5 separate regions of the Mus musculus genome follow, and all the other regions are linked to region 3. Evidence: chromatin contacts called from public HiChIP or PLAC-seq and promoter capture Hi-C data. All regions are on one chromosome and are shown on one strand. Each heading gives the region's core, a stretch centred on a gene start, on an enhancer-like site or on the middle of the called end of the contact. The rest is flanking DNA. Distances are from core to core; before and after follow the strand shown. Region 1 overlaps Dclk2 (doublecortin-like kinase 2). Region 2 has its middle 20 kb from the start of Gm23376. Region 3 holds the start of Lrba (LPS-responsive beige-like anchor). Region 4 overlaps Lrba (LPS-responsive beige-like anchor). Region 5 holds the start of Kirrel (kirre like nephrin family adhesion molecule 1).

Region 1 (2,700 bases), core at 56-2,555, 670 kb after region 3:
TAGTTGCTGGAGTCAATGATAATCAGCAGGCACTAACATTAATAGATCAAAATGTGAAAAACAAAAATATGTGCACATTCTTCTTCTTTTATTTATTTATTTAAAGATTTTATTTAAGTATATGAGTGCACCGTCATGTCTTCAGAGACACCAGAAGAGGGCATCATAACCCATTACAGATGGTTGTGAGCCACCATGTGGTTGGTAGGAATTGAACTCAGGACCTCTGGAAGAGCAGCCAGTGCTCTTAACCGCTGAGCCCTCTCTCCAGCCTATATGTGCACATTCTTAAGAAATATCCCTACAACTTATTAATTTATGCTTAAAATGTCAAAATTTATAGTGAAAAGCAACCTGCAATCAAGCGGCCAACCAGTAATGAGATTTATCCAGTGTGTCTGACTAAAGGCACTCAGAGGACGCAGCATGACTTCTGTAGTATTCTTACCAAAAACACAACCAAGATATCACTGTGAGAAAATACCACAAAGTTCTAAATCAAGAGGAACTATGCAAGATAACTAGCCAGAGCTCTCCCAAGCAACAAGACCACAAAAAGCCAAGGATGTGTCACTGTCAGAGGTGGAAAGGGTGACCATGAGCAAATGCATATGTGCTTCTGGATCAAGTGTGAGATGGGCAAGACACTGAGGAGGCACACTTGCCTGTGTAAGGTCTACACATGAACTAATGGTGTGTCTGTCAACCACACTTAGACAACTGCCTGTGTTCAAGAAGCGATAACGTTAGAGGAAGCAGGATGGAGATGATACAGAAAGCCTGGAGAGATGGCTCAGCAGTGAAGAGCACTGGCTGCTCTTTCAGAGGACCAGGGCTCAATTCTCAGCATCCACAAGGTAGCTCACACCTATCTAACTCCAGTTCCAGGAAATGCAACGCCCTCTTCTTGCTTTCTTGGCACCAGGCACCAGGCACCAGGCACCAGGCACCAGGCACCAGGCACCAGGCACCAGGCACCAGGCACAGTGCACAGACATATATAGGCAGACAAAACCCTCATGTATACAAATAATTTAAAATTTATTTTTTAAAAAAGTATATGGAATCATTATACAATTTTAAGACTAATTTCAAAGTTAAAAGTTAAGACATAAAAAATGTAGAGGCCTAAAATGAAGAAAGATCAAATACACATATTCCATAACCTGAACTACTCCCTGCAAACTAAACCTACTTTAAATGCTACAACTCCACTGTGTGGAATGACTGTAAGGAGCACTCTACTGCCTCTGTGAAGAACTTGTGGTAACTCCATGAAGAACTTCCTCTTCTGCCCAGCTTGCATCACTGTGGCCAAATATAGACTTGCTTGTCCTACACGTAATTGGCTTTTACGGCTATCTGTTCTGCTACAATGACAGTGCCTCAAAAGCAGAGAACTTCTCTTGCACCTGTTCCTCAAGCAACTAAGACAATGCCTAACAATAAAAAACAAAACCTCAATGACTGAACAAATTAATTCTACCTTAGCCCAAAAACATGTCACAAACTTAATAAAAATCCCTTCTTAGAAAGACAACTGGCCAGTTTCAAATAAAGTTTGAAGGTGAGTTGGCTCTTTGTGAGTCCACTCTCATAATTCAGTTCTGGTGAGGAGACTACCCAGGATTCTGGTGATACTGAATGTAATTTATTACATAAACATAATAAGAAAACTTACCAGAAAGTCATCCACAATCCTAGGACCAGAACATACTGTTTTGGCATTTATTATTTATTGCATTTGTCTACATATATAACAAAGTTTAGATAGTTATAAATGTAGGGTAGATCCCAATGTTGAAGTCTGCTCTCCCTTTATGAGATTCATAATAGTAAGTACATCCTCAGAATTTTTATATTCTACACGACAGTCACTGAACACCCTTCATGGGGTCTGTCTTAGTTACTGTTCTAGTGCTGAGAAGACATCATGACCAAGGCAACTAATAACAAGCATTTAACTTGAGGACTCACAGCACCAGAGGGTTAGAATCCACGACCGTCTTGGTGGGGGTCACGGCAGCAGACACAGAGCGTGGCACTGGAGCAGTAGTTGAGAGCTTAGATGTTGAGATAACACGAGGCAGAGAGAGGCCTAGCTGGGAATGTGGGTTTCAGAACCCCAAAGCCCACCCCTAGAACACACCTCCTCCCAAAGCCACACCTCCTACCTTCCCAAATAGTTCCACCAAATGGGGACCAAGTATTCAAATGTATGAATATATGGGGGTCATTTATATTCAAACTGCCACAGGGTCAAGCTTCATTTTCTGAGAGTTACCATAAATTTTGGAAATGTTGGTAAGTTATTCAGGACAAAGTAAATAAACTGTGCTATAAGGCAGAGTCTGGAAAAGAATTAGGAATGCTTATAACGTGGTAAAAGACATCATCCTTTGAATATCAGAAACTAGCTTTGAAAGCAAAGAAGTCTGGAGCTACACTGCTATATCAAAGATGGTCACCTCAAGTCCAAGTCACAAAGCTCTTTGGGGGCTGGAAAGATAACCCAGCAGGTAAAACCCTTGCCACACAGGAAGGAAGCTTAGAACCTGGGTGCCCAGAAGCCACACAAAAAAGTCAAGTAGTTACAGTGGCCTGTCTGCAATCCCAGGAAGCAGTCAGGGAGGGAGTCTCTGGGGGCAAAGCTGGCCAGCCACACCAGCCAAAAGGCAAGAACCAGGTTCAGTGACCCTC
Region 2 (2,700 bases), core at 89-2,588, 730 kb after region 3:
TGCATGCCCCTTTATGGACAACGCAACCCATGTATATTCATAATATACCATACATAGAGAAAGAATGCATTAAATGTTCGGGGGTTGGAGTGATCGCTGCCACGAACATGGACACATATGCTCATATGCATGTACCACTGCACCCTACATGTAATATTACAACATGGAAAAAGACTTCAAAAAAAAAAAAAGAAAGAAAAAAAAAGAGTTTACAAAGAAATGAAAGTTATAATCAGGAAAACAAATAACCCAATTAAAAATGGGCTACAGATCTTAACAGAGAATTCTCAAAAGAGTAAACACAAATGCTAAGAAACAATGAAATCTTCAACAACCTCCTTTTTCAGCAGGAAAATGCAAATGAAAACCACTTTGAAAATTCATGTTAGAATTGCTGTCAGAATGGCTAAGATCAATGAACCACATGGCAACCCATGCTGGTGAGGCTGTGGAGGAAGAAGGAGTGCTCACCCAGTGTTGGTGGGAATGCCACCACAGAACTCAGTGCGGTGGTTCCAGGAAGACTGGAATTGGTTTTACCTCAAGATTCAGTTATATCCCTCTTGGGCATATATCCAGGGACAGTTCATCCTACCATAGAGCCTCTTGGTCAACCATGTTTATTACTGCTCTATTCATCATATCATAGCTAGAAACTGGAAACAACCTAGAAGTCCTTCAACAAGAGAACATATAAAGAAAATGTGCTATATTTATATAATGGGATATTACTCTGTTTTAAAAAAAAATGAAATCATGGAATTTATAGGTAAGTGGCTGGAACTACAAAAAAGTCATCCCAAGTGAGGTAACCTAGACCCAACAATACAGATAAGGCATGAATTTACTGATATGTGGATATTATCTGTTAAGTCAATGATAACCAAGTTACAATACATAAAACCATGGAGCCTAGGTATGGGGTGAGGGACTTGGTGTCGGGTACTTCAATCTCCCTGGGAAAGGGAAATAGATAGTTATGGATTGATGAGGTGGGGGTGGAATGGGGGGGGATCTAGTAGGGAAGGGGAGGAAAGAGGAGGACTGAATGAAAAGAAGAGATAAAAGGAAGACATGACTGCTCCTAAGGGGTTGAGATTTTTATTAAAATATAAGGAAGAGCACAGGCAGAGGCATCCGGGGTGGTCAGACTGAATATGACCTGTAGACTGACCTGTAGACTGAATTGGGCCATGTGAGGAGGGGAGAGAGCAGAAACCAAGAGGTCAGGAGAGAGAGAAGCAACAACAGCAGCCAAGAGCAACAAGAGTCAGAGACAGGCATAGCCAAAATGGCAGGCTTATCTAGGGCAGGGCATTTGTGGGAAGGGCAGTGACGCTCAGAAGAACCTGGCCCCCCACTGTTAGCTTTGACATGTTAAATAGGTTCCTCTGACGTTTTATCTGGGGTTTCTTTGAGGCCTAACAGGAACAGGAGAGGGGAAATGGAGAGACAGCTAAAATTAAGGGCCAGTTGAGGGGTTGAATGAAAACCTGATACTGTAGAAGTTTGTAAAAATGTGCATATATGAAGGCTATGTAAATGATGTTGTTAAATAACAAGGGAGACAGAACTCCAACTTGTCACTAAATGAAACTTCCGTTAACAGGATTTGGTTATATCTAATTGAGTTGTTGGTCAAAGGGGTCCCACGGACTCCCCAAACAACCCAGGCTGCTGCCAAGATTCATGGGTTGTTCTCCACAAAGACGGCCCCATTGCTGAAGGCAACACCTGCATAGAACATGGGGATGTCAAACTGGCACCTACATAGAGTCTTCACCCCTATGTACTAGCTCTTTGGTGTAGGAAGAGATTTTGCACACTACCAAAGGAGAAAGGTAAACACCCACTCAACCACAAACCCTCTAATTTAAAATGGTGTCTTGTCTGCAAGATATGCTATTGCAATGGTAGCACAAAGCTTTTAGGAATAACCAATATCTGATTTGACTTAAGGCCCACTCCACAAGATGGAACCCATACTCAACACTGCGTGGCTGACCATCAAATACAGAGACCCACAGCCAGATGTTATATAAAGAATAAGAGGACTTGGAACACTCAGACCTAAAGAGGATATCTCCATCAAATCCCTTCCCTCGGGGCTCACGGAACTTCTCAAAATCAGAAGTAGAAAGAATGTAAAAAGCCCCTAGGGACGGCAAACACCAAGGAAACAAGGCCTGCAAATCATTAGGGTCAGTGCACACAGGAACTCATAGAGACTGAGGCAGTATGAGGGCCTGCACTGGTCTGCACCAGATGGAGTCCTACAGATGAAAGGAGAAGTGGACACATACCCCATCCCTAACCAAGAAGCTATCTCCAATTGATAAATACTTGAAAATGAAATTTTTCTCCAAGACAATCTCACTGGGAAAGCAAGCTATCCTAAGGGTAGGCTGCCTGCCCGTCAGTAGATGGCCAACAGAAAACAAGCTCATTGGTGTCTTTGGAGGTACCGTGTCTCATAATGTCAGGTCAGGGCTTTTTATTTATTTCTTCTCCTTTTAATCTTATTTTTTATTTTATGAAAAAAATTCTAAGGAAAGATATGGCGGATGAAGTAACTCATGGTCATGATTGGTGGCTTGTTGGAAATGGGGATAGAGGAGGAGAGAAGATAAATACGTCAAGAGTTGAGCAGAAAATAAGACTATAGGAGTTTGTATTTGAATGAGTGACCAGAGAGAGGTG
Region 3 (2,700 bases), core at 32-2,531:
TCAGAGGCAGTGAAGAGAATGACAACATTAGACTATGACAATTTGTACTGGCTTCAAATCCTCATTTATATATATTTAAAAGCATCTATAATGAGGCAAACTTAACTTCCACACTGGGAAATTGAGAGGAACCCCCTTTCCCATTTCCAGCCCCCCCCCAACCCCCCCGGTGAATCCCGCCTCCACAGCTCCGAGCAGCTGTCTGAGGAATGAATCCTCTACTCCTTAGAATGTGGGAGAGCTTTGCTGGGGCGGCAGCTGCCAGGCAAGGAATCCTCCCAGTCGCTGTCCCTCCCCTCCGAGCAGCGGCAGCTGCCAGGGCATCCCAGTGGAAATCTTTCCCAGTTAGCGCCGCGGGCGGGCAGGCAGCAGCTGAGCTCAGTCAGGGGTGGAGACTGCTCCCCAGAGGCTCCAGCGCCGCCACCTCAACGACTCCTAAGTCCCTCAGGTGTCCTTCTCCAAGTCCAACACGAGGACACCTTGACAACGTGGGGCGGGTACCCTCGGCGCTCAGAGACCTGCTGTTGCACAGCACCCGCCTCCCGTTCGTCGCCAAAGCACAGTCTGGGCGAAGAGTGCGAGGGAAAAGCGCGCCGCTCGCGGCTCTACCTGAGCAGCGCGCTCTCGAGGCGCGCTCCCGCCCGCGTGGCACCTCCAGCGAGCGCGCGTGCTCTGCTCCGCCACTCACCCGCGATTCTCCGGGCCCGCCCGCACGTCCCCTACTAAGCCGCCTCCGCTAGGGCGCCCGCCCGCTCGCTCGCTCGCCCGCCCCACCACCCCGCGCGCTCGCGCTCGCGCACGCGCACGCCGCGCCCGGCGGCCCTCGGCGCTGTCATGGCGGCGAGGAGCAGCTTCAGTAGGCATAGGGGTAGTCCCGCGCGCCGTAGCCCGGCGTTCTGTGGCAGTAGCATCCTCGGCCACCGCGGCGGCACGAGCCGCGGCGTCGCCCCCGCCTGCAGTAGCTGCGTTTGCAAGGGCTGAGCGCAGGGGTGGGGCGGCCTAGGGAAGCACGGAGTTCTAGGCAGCCGCCGGGCTCCCGGGGAGCGGACTAGGGAAACTTGAAGGCTGCGACCAGGTGCCTTGACCTTTCTCTCCCCGGTCCCGTCCCGGTCCCTGTCCCCGTCCCCGCAGGCGCGTCGGGCCTGCCTTCCCGCCCCAGCACACACCTCCCTTCCTCTCCTCAGCCGAGCTCAGGTGCCCGGGCGAGGTGCTCCACTCCTCCCCCTGGGCCGAGCGCTGAGGAGAATCACCGCCCCCTTCCCCCGCCTTTTCCTGCCCTGGATCTCCGCCGCCACCTCCGTCTCGCTGCGCCCCGGCGGGGGTGAGGACGAGGCCGGAGTCTCCGGGTGAGGAGGAACTTTGGACCTCAGTGGTCGCAGGGGCCCCCCGTCCTCTGCCGGCGACAGTCCCCCGCGGTGCACCTGCCCGCGCCCACCACCTGCGCGGGCTGGGGGGGGGGGGGGAGGAGTGAGCCTGCTCGCCGGCCTGGAGGACCCGCCTTCGGCGGAGCGGGCGATGGAGCCCGGGAGGAGCGGCCGGCCGGCTGGCCCTTGGGGTGCCCTTAGTAACTTATTTGACAGACAGTAACTATTTCCCTCTCCTCCCTAAAAAATCCCACGACAGACCTACCCTATTTAACAGATGTTTAATCTTCCAATAGGCTTTGGCGTTGTTGTCAGCCTCCGGGAGAGAGATTGGACAAATAGTCTCCAAGAGGAGGAGGGCGACGACCAAGGACTTTCCTGCTTTTTTGGGTTTCTCCGCAAGTTGGAACAGAGACCCTTTTTGGTTTAGCGTTTGCGTGTGTGTTGGTGCCTCTTCTCCGTGCAGCGACTGCTGGCCCAGGGTGACTCTGACTTGTCCTTTCTCGTGAACTAGTCATGGCTAGTGAAGACAATCGTGCCCCTTCCCGGCCACCAACAGGTGATGACGGGGGAGGTGGAGGGAAAGAAGAAACCCCTACGGAAGGGGGTGCGCTGTCTCTGAAGCCGGGGCTCCCCATCAGGGGCATCAGAATGAAATTCGCCGTGCTGACGGGGTTGGTTGAAGTTGGAGAAGTGTCCAATAGGGATATTGTAGAAACTGTCTTTAACCTGGTAAGTAGATCAATATTTTATAAGCATATACTTTTCTCGGTGAGTTGGGGAGCAAGACGAAGTTGGGGTCATGTGCTTCACTCAATCTAATGGCTTTTTCCACGGATAGACACAAAATTCTACTTGACCTAAATGGAGCAATTACTTGTATTTCAGTTTAAAGAGAATTATGCAAAATTTGATGCTTCAGGTTTTCAATGAACATGAACAGATCACCTTTGTGCTAATTAAGCAAGTGTTGATGTGGAAGTATATTTGTGTGTGTATGTGTGTGCATGTGTGTGTGTAGTCAGGTGTTCAATGGAGAATTTGGATGTAACTTTTTTTTCCTCTTGGAGTGTATGTTTAAGCCTGCGATTTTTCTCTTTAATATTTTGAATAAATGACTTTTTTTTTTTTGGACTTGGGAGCTAATGTAAGTTTTTGCCTAAGTTATGTTTTGCTATAGTTAGTTTTAAATACAGAATTCATGTTCATAGTGCTGATATAGGCTAACTTGTAAATTAGTATTTTTAAAATTCTGGCTACTTTTAGTTTTAGAAATAACTAACCAAGGTTGAATTTTGCAGTGGGTTTAGGGTTATCTTGTGATAATTGAATGTCA
Region 4 (2,700 bases), core at 61-2,560, 550 kb after region 3:
CTCACAGGCCATGACTACGAGATCACCTGTGCTGCTGTCTGCGCTGAGCTGGGCCTGGTGTTAAGTGGTTCCCAAGGTAAAGTTGTGGTTTCTTCAAAGTGTTGGCTTCTTTTGTCATATTAATGTGAACAGAAATGAGGTTGGATCCTGTTCTCTAAAACTCCAGTCTATTATGGTAGCCACACAGGGCTACTTAAATATATGCTACTTAAAACTCACATTCTGTAAGAGCAATAGCTACACTTGGAGATAGAATATTCTCATAAGGACCAAAAGCCTGGTTTTAGTTTTAGCTCCCTGGTCTAAATCTAAGGATTCTAGCTACTCTATAAACAGCAGCAGTTGGTGACCTAATCTCCATGAAGCAGGAACAAGGAACATCTTTATATGTTTGTTTATTTCTCTGACCTCCAGAAGGTTGAATGGGAATCCTGGCCCTGACTTTAGTATATGTGTGCCCACATTCGTGCCATATCATGTGTGTAGAGGACAGGTGACTTGTGATGATTGGTTCCCTTCCTTCACAATGTGTGGGGACCAGGGATTAAAATCAAGCCATCAGGTTCAGCAACAAGTCCCTTTACCTGCTAAGCCATCTTGACAGCCCCTGACTCTGCTTCACTTCCGGATTTCAGAACTAAGCAGGCCTAGAGTGACATGACAGACACTGGAGTGTAGAGGACTTGAGCTAGTTTGCTGGATCATCTGCTGCTAGCACTTGCCTGAGGTTAGAGGTACTGAGTGCTCCTTCCAAGAGCAGGTGAAACAGACCAGGATCCAGCAGCAAAGAAGCTGTTTGCAGTTCAGTGCCTCTTCCTCCACCTACCAGTCTGCCCGTCTCCTCTCTGTGATGGGGACTGAGCAGAGGACTCCTATCACCTGGTGTGTTTTAAGCTCAGAAGCACAGAGCATCTGAGTCACTGTCTCTGCAGCTTGAACTAGAGTAGTACAGCTATCGGGCCAGAATGAATATTTAAAGTTTTGCTTTGAAAAACGTAGTTGGTCAAAGCAGTGAAAAAGTAGTATGATCCCTTGGACTGTATCTAACCCATATCAAACCTTAAAATTAATTACTATTATAGACCATCCCTGCTTTGCACAGTAAAATGACATGTAAACAGAAATCACACAGAATTATCTGAGACACTGTCTCGGTGGGAAATTTTTTTTATTTTATTTTTTTATCATTTTCCATGGTCTAAAAGTTTTTGTCAAAACATTAGAAACAGCCAGGCAAAGCACATACCTTTAGTCCCAGCACCCAGGAGGTAGAGGCAAGGGGGAATCTCTGAATTCAAAGCCAACATGACCTACAATGAGTATCTGGACAGCCAAGGCTACATAGCAAGGCTAGACACCTTATCTCAAAAATAAAGCTAAAAACAAACCCAGCCGTGCAGTTTCATGTCTTTGAGAAACAGTTCTCAGGGACAGGTGAACATGGGCACCAGTCTTGTTCTGAAAACCTAAGCATCTCTTCTGTGCCTGGGGAAATTGCCAGTCCTCTTCTGTTTGAGCGGTTCACTTTTCTTTTGTTTAAGTGTTATGACACACCCTCAAGGGTCCCCTAATGTGGGGCTTTCCTTAGTTTCACTTCCTCTGGACATCATCAGCTCTGTTACAACCACTGTCCTGAGTTATGCCAGCAAGTTTCCTTTGTCCGTTTCCTGGCTGCGTATCTAGTGTCTTGGCAGCATCCGGAGCTGACTCTGCTCTCTCTACAAAATACTCCATTTATATTCACTTCTTTATTGAAGCTCATCATTGTTGGCCAATACCCTTCTCTGGTTACCTCCTTTTATAAAATGCCGCATGGCTGTTACTGTGAAAGGAGAGGCAACAAAGCTGCTGTTTGCTGTCTGTGTGACCTAAACAACAGATGCTGGTTACTTATATGCCTTCAACGCGGTGATGTGGGGTCTTCCAGTTGCTCAGCTGCTATTAATATACGCGTTCATGGTCTGAAGAGCTAGCCATGAAGTGTGTTTATACAACTGCTCTGATAACTGAAATCTGAACTGTGTTGTTGTGATGCTAGTGTTATTTAGGGAGTTGGAACTGAAGCTGATGTATCCTGAAACTATGCAAAAACAAACGTGTGCCTGTCTTGGGAAACACTGAAACAGAGAAGGCGTGCTCTAGTAGCCATGTAGGGAGCAAGCATATGTGAGACCAGGAACAAGGCAGGGCAAGGACCCACGCTCTCCCCGTCTCTCAAACAGAAAAGCTCTGGTGTGTGTGTGTGTGTGTGTGTGTGTGTGTGTGTGTGTGTGTGTGTGCTGGGGGGGGGGTGTTCAGCAGTTACTGTCCTCGGGGTCTCAGCCTGGGGTATCACTGGGGACTTGAGAGTGGCAGAAGCCACTGCCTGCTTTAGGGATATCAGGGAATATCTCACTCAGTTTAATAGTGGTAGAAGGAATCCAGTCTTTCAGCCACAGAGCTGTACGCAGTGAGAGAGAAGCTGCCCTGGCTGGCTGCATCTACATTGATGCAGTCTGCTCTGCCCAGCCCTCCAGGAAGGGTACCCCTGTGCCTGGCGGTGGCAGCATTTATACCCCAGCCTCCCGTGAAGCTGCTCTGGGACTGGAGATTGTCTTCCTTTTGGAGTTCTTCTTGTTTCTCCCCGCTCGTGTTATAATGGATTGCATACAGTAACTTCTGTCTCAGAGCATGAAGAGCCTCCAGTGGGAGGTGAGGGCG
Region 5 (2,700 bases), core at 122-2,621, 950 kb after region 3:
CCATTCAGGAGAGGAAGAGAGCTGGCCAATGCCTGGGGCTCTTTCCATTCTGCGGCTTCTCTCTTTCCAGATCACTCACCCACCCCAGTGAGAGACCACCTCCTCCATTTTGAAGACTGTAACATCTCTGTAGGCGCCTGCCTATAAGAATGTCTGCCCCAAGTTTCTTTGTTTGCTCCATGGCTGGGGTGTGTGGAAGCAATTCTGTGTGAGTGAGTGCTATGTCCTTTGAATGTAGGAAACATGTATGTACAGTTTAAGTTTGATGCCAGGGTATAACTAGGCAAGTGTGTGTCAGCTTAGAAGAGGAATCTTCCTTCTTCAGAGGTGTCAATCAGTGTCTTTGTGTATGTGTCTGTCTCCATGTGTGTGTGTGTGTGGGTGGTGGGGGGGTCTCCTTAGGTGAGTAGTCTGTCTCCATGTCTCTGTTGGAAGCTATCTGTGTGTCTGATTTCTGTGCTCCAGTTCAGGCGAGGGGCTCGACAGTGTTAAATCTTCCTTGGAGTCAGTCTCAGGAGGCAAAAGCCTTTTCCTGCAGACCCCAGGCCTGGCTGGGGTTTGGACCCTTGGTTCCTTCACGTGCATCCAGCCCAGTGTACCTGAATGCACTCATCTCTCTCCCACTCTTCCTACCAGCTCTGCCCAGCTAGTTCCAAAGGAGCCTCAGAAACCTGCACTTTTCTGACCCGAAGTGAGTGCCTGGCTCAGTCAACTCCCCTTCCCCTGAACCCAGACAACCCTGGTATCTAGACTTCTATCTCCCACCCACAACCTCCAGGGCGGGGGACCGAATATAGCCTTCCTTTGAGGGGCAGCCCCAAGCAGTATGCAGCCGCACATCAGATGAAGGTGACTGTAGGCTGGATTGGGGTAGCAGGATCCCTCAGCCTCATCTTAGGAAGCCTGCGTCTGTGTTTTCCACGCACTCCGCCCCCCAAATCTGAAATCAAATCCCATCTCCTCCCAGCCTTTCTCTTGCCCAGGACCCAGTAGTCCGGCCCTGGGCCCAGGAAGTGGAGGGATGGAGGAAGGACCGCCAGGAACTGGAGGAAAGACTTTGAGCACTCCGATCCCTTTTCTACTCGGATCTCGGCTTTTGCGACCTAAGTTCTCTGTTCTCCCGCGCAGCCAGAGGAAGCAAGTTGGGCCGCTTCACCAAGAACTCCTCGGTGTTCTCCCGGAAACTCCACGCCCGTTCCCTGGACTCCCTAGCCCGCGGCTGGGGCTTACCTTGTGAGAAAGTGTTGTAGAGAGTGAGGATCCAGATGAGGAGGCTCAGCATGCTGTCCGCCCGCCGCTGGGCCCCAGTCGGCGCGAGCGGGGCCGCCGCTGGCTCTCTCTCCTCCCTCCCGCCCTTGCACACAAGGCGCACACTCGCTTGCCTCTCTAGCCGCCGGCTCGCTCCCCTGGCCCCTCCTCTCGTCCCGCGCCCCCTAATAATTTCTGCCCTCCGGCTTTATCTCTCGGGGCCTCTCTCAACCTCCGCGCCGCGCGCTCTCTCTCCCTCTCCCTCTCTTCCCTCCCCGGCTCCCTCCCTCTCTTCCTGACGTCTGCTCTCCCTCCGACGGCGCCTCCCTCCACTGCCCTCCCCTGGTCCCCCAACGCGCGCGCACACACTCGCTCCGCTCGCTGGAACCGAGATGGGAGGAGAGCAAAGAGAAAGGAATTGAGGGCAGAGGCAAGGGGTGGGGAGGGGTGGGGAGAACGAGGCGTCGCAGGCTCTGGAGCAAGGACCGCTGGGTCCTGGCCCACCAGTGCTTGGTGCGAGACCTACTTTTACCCCCAGTGGTGTAACTGAGCCGGGCATGGGGTGGCAGCCAGGACTGAGGACGAACCTTCATCAATTTGGATGACTGTGTTAGGAGGGGTGTGCTTCTTATGCGTCTGGGGGATGGGGGTGTAAAAGCTTTAAGATCTCTTCTTCGTTTTAATCCCAAACCCCAGAATCTAACCCTAGATGCCTAAATTAAGAATTCTCAATTAACTCGAGAGTGTTGGAGAGGGAGAAGCTCTTCTTGCCTACAAATCTCAGGCTGGAGAAATCTTGACTGTCTTTGAGCCCCTTCTGAGGGCTTCAGCCAGCCACATTGAGGCCCGCCTCAGCGCTGGAGTCCGTAGCAGCCATGAAGAGGCGCAGTTAACTCTTCCTTTGTTCACCCCAGACATTTATCTATCCGGAGGGAAAACCAAAGAACTCGGTGGCTTTCTCTTGTGCCTCCCCGAAGGCTTGCTACAGAAGGCAGCCACTGATCGATCTCTAAGCACTCAGGAACTTGAGGTGCACTGGGGTGAAGACATGGAGAATCGAAATAGAAGTGCATTCGGGTGGGTTCTCCAGTCCAGAACCCAGTGTAGTAGCCACCTCCTCTCCCAATCCCTAAATACATCCTTCTGCTCACTGGGCTGCTGAGTGTGGGAGAAATAATAGAAACACAGGAATTGCACAACTTTGCAATTACGCCCATCTGGAGAGGCCTCCACCTCTTCCTTCTCATATTCTAGATCTCCTGAGTCCCTAAAAGCTCCTGGCCAAGATAGCTTTATCTTCAGGCTTGGAACTAAGGCACACAGCTCTAGTGCCCTCTGCTGATATGAGATGGGCACAGTTTCCTCAAAAAATCTTGACAGTTAGATTGAGTGAGTGGTCCAGACGCAATCTGGAACAATTAGAGGGCACAGAAACAAAGTCAAAACTAGCCA

The links. Promoter capture Hi-C pulls out the DNA fragments that hold promoters and counts their contacts. HiChIP or PLAC-seq counts read pairs in DNA pulled down with a chosen protein or histone mark.
Region 1: a promoter capture Hi-C map of pre-B cells shows a contact between it and region 3, with 3 times the contacts expected there. The contact joins the enhancer-like site here to the promoter of Lrba in region 3. A contact is called at or near these places in 10 of 39 promoter capture datasets (3T3-L1-derived adipocytes, the C10 cell line, cranial neural crest and 6 more), 1 of 484 Hi-C or Micro-C datasets (embryonic stem cells) and 1 of 115 datasets of contacts at active chromatin or transcription factors (neural tube).
Region 2: an H3K4me3 HiChIP or PLAC-seq map of embryonic stem cells shows a contact between it and region 3, with 8 times the contacts expected there. The contact joins the enhancer-like site here to the promoter of Lrba in region 3. A contact is called at or near these places in 9 of 39 promoter capture datasets (the 3T3-L1 cell line, the C10 cell line, cranial neural crest and 5 more), 1 of 484 Hi-C or Micro-C datasets (cortical neurons), 3 of 115 datasets of contacts at active chromatin or transcription factors (embryonic stem cells and pro-B cells) and 1 of 9 other capture datasets (liver).
Region 4: a contact with region 3 is called in an H3K4me3 HiChIP or PLAC-seq map of stem cell-derived neural progenitor cells, with 7 times the contacts expected there. The contact joins the enhancer-like site here to the promoter of Lrba in region 3. A contact is called at or near these places in 7 of 39 promoter capture datasets (the C10 cell line, cranial neural crest, embryonic stem cells and 3 more), 2 of 484 Hi-C or Micro-C datasets (the HL-1 cell line and granulocyte-monocyte progenitors), 16 of 115 datasets of contacts at active chromatin or transcription factors (the SCID.adh cell line, bone marrow-derived macrophages, cardiomyocytes and 10 more) and 4 of 9 other capture datasets (adipose tissue, liver, macrophages and 1 more).
Region 5: a contact with region 3 is called in a promoter capture Hi-C map of hippocampal neurons, with 4 times the contacts expected there. The contact joins the promoter of Kirrel here to the promoter of Lrba in region 3. A contact is called at or near these places in 1 of 39 promoter capture datasets (hippocampal neurons) and 1 of 115 datasets of contacts at active chromatin or transcription factors (astrocytes).

What each region holds. Positions count from the first base shown.
Region 1 is chr3:86,893,371-86,896,070 of GRCm38.p6, forward strand. All of the region lies in intron 2 of Dclk2 (doublecortin-like kinase 2), which reads right to left. Among named protein-coding and RNA genes, the nearest start is that of Dclk2, 26 kb to the right of the region's middle. Within about 2 kb of position 1,306, at least 35 of the 459 cell types and tissues checked have an H3K27ac peak or open chromatin away from gene starts, as enhancers often do. A contact at or near this core is called in pre-B cells, where this site is marked.
Region 2 is chr3:86,949,488-86,952,187 of GRCm38.p6, forward strand. No RefSeq gene overlaps it. Among named protein-coding and RNA genes, the nearest start is that of Gm23376, 20 kb to the left of the region's middle. Within about 2 kb of position 1,339, at least 6 of the 459 cell types and tissues checked have an H3K27ac peak or open chromatin away from gene starts, as enhancers often do. A contact at or near this core is called in embryonic stem cells, where this site is marked.
Region 3 is chr3:86,223,409-86,226,108 of GRCm38.p6, forward strand. It overlaps Lrba (LPS-responsive beige-like anchor), which reads left to right and starts at 1,282. Exons shown (of 57, transcript NM_030695.2): 1 at 1,282-1,346; 2 at 1,661-2,096. The coding sequence starts at 1,881.
Region 4 is chr3:86,773,126-86,775,825 of GRCm38.p6, forward strand. It overlaps Lrba (LPS-responsive beige-like anchor), which reads left to right. Exons shown (of 57, transcript NM_030695.2): 54 at 1-76. Among named protein-coding and RNA genes, the nearest start is that of Gm52625, 24 kb to the left of the region's middle. Within about 2 kb of position 1,311, at least 101 of the 459 cell types and tissues checked have an H3K27ac peak or open chromatin away from gene starts, as enhancers often do. A contact at or near this core is called in bone marrow-derived macrophages, granulocyte-monocyte progenitors, liver and 2 more, where this site is marked.
Region 5 is chr3:87,173,166-87,175,865 of GRCm38.p6, forward strand. Kirrel (kirre like nephrin family adhesion molecule 1) reads right to left here and starts at 1,372. Exons shown (of 16, transcript NM_001170985.2): 1 at 1,231-1,372.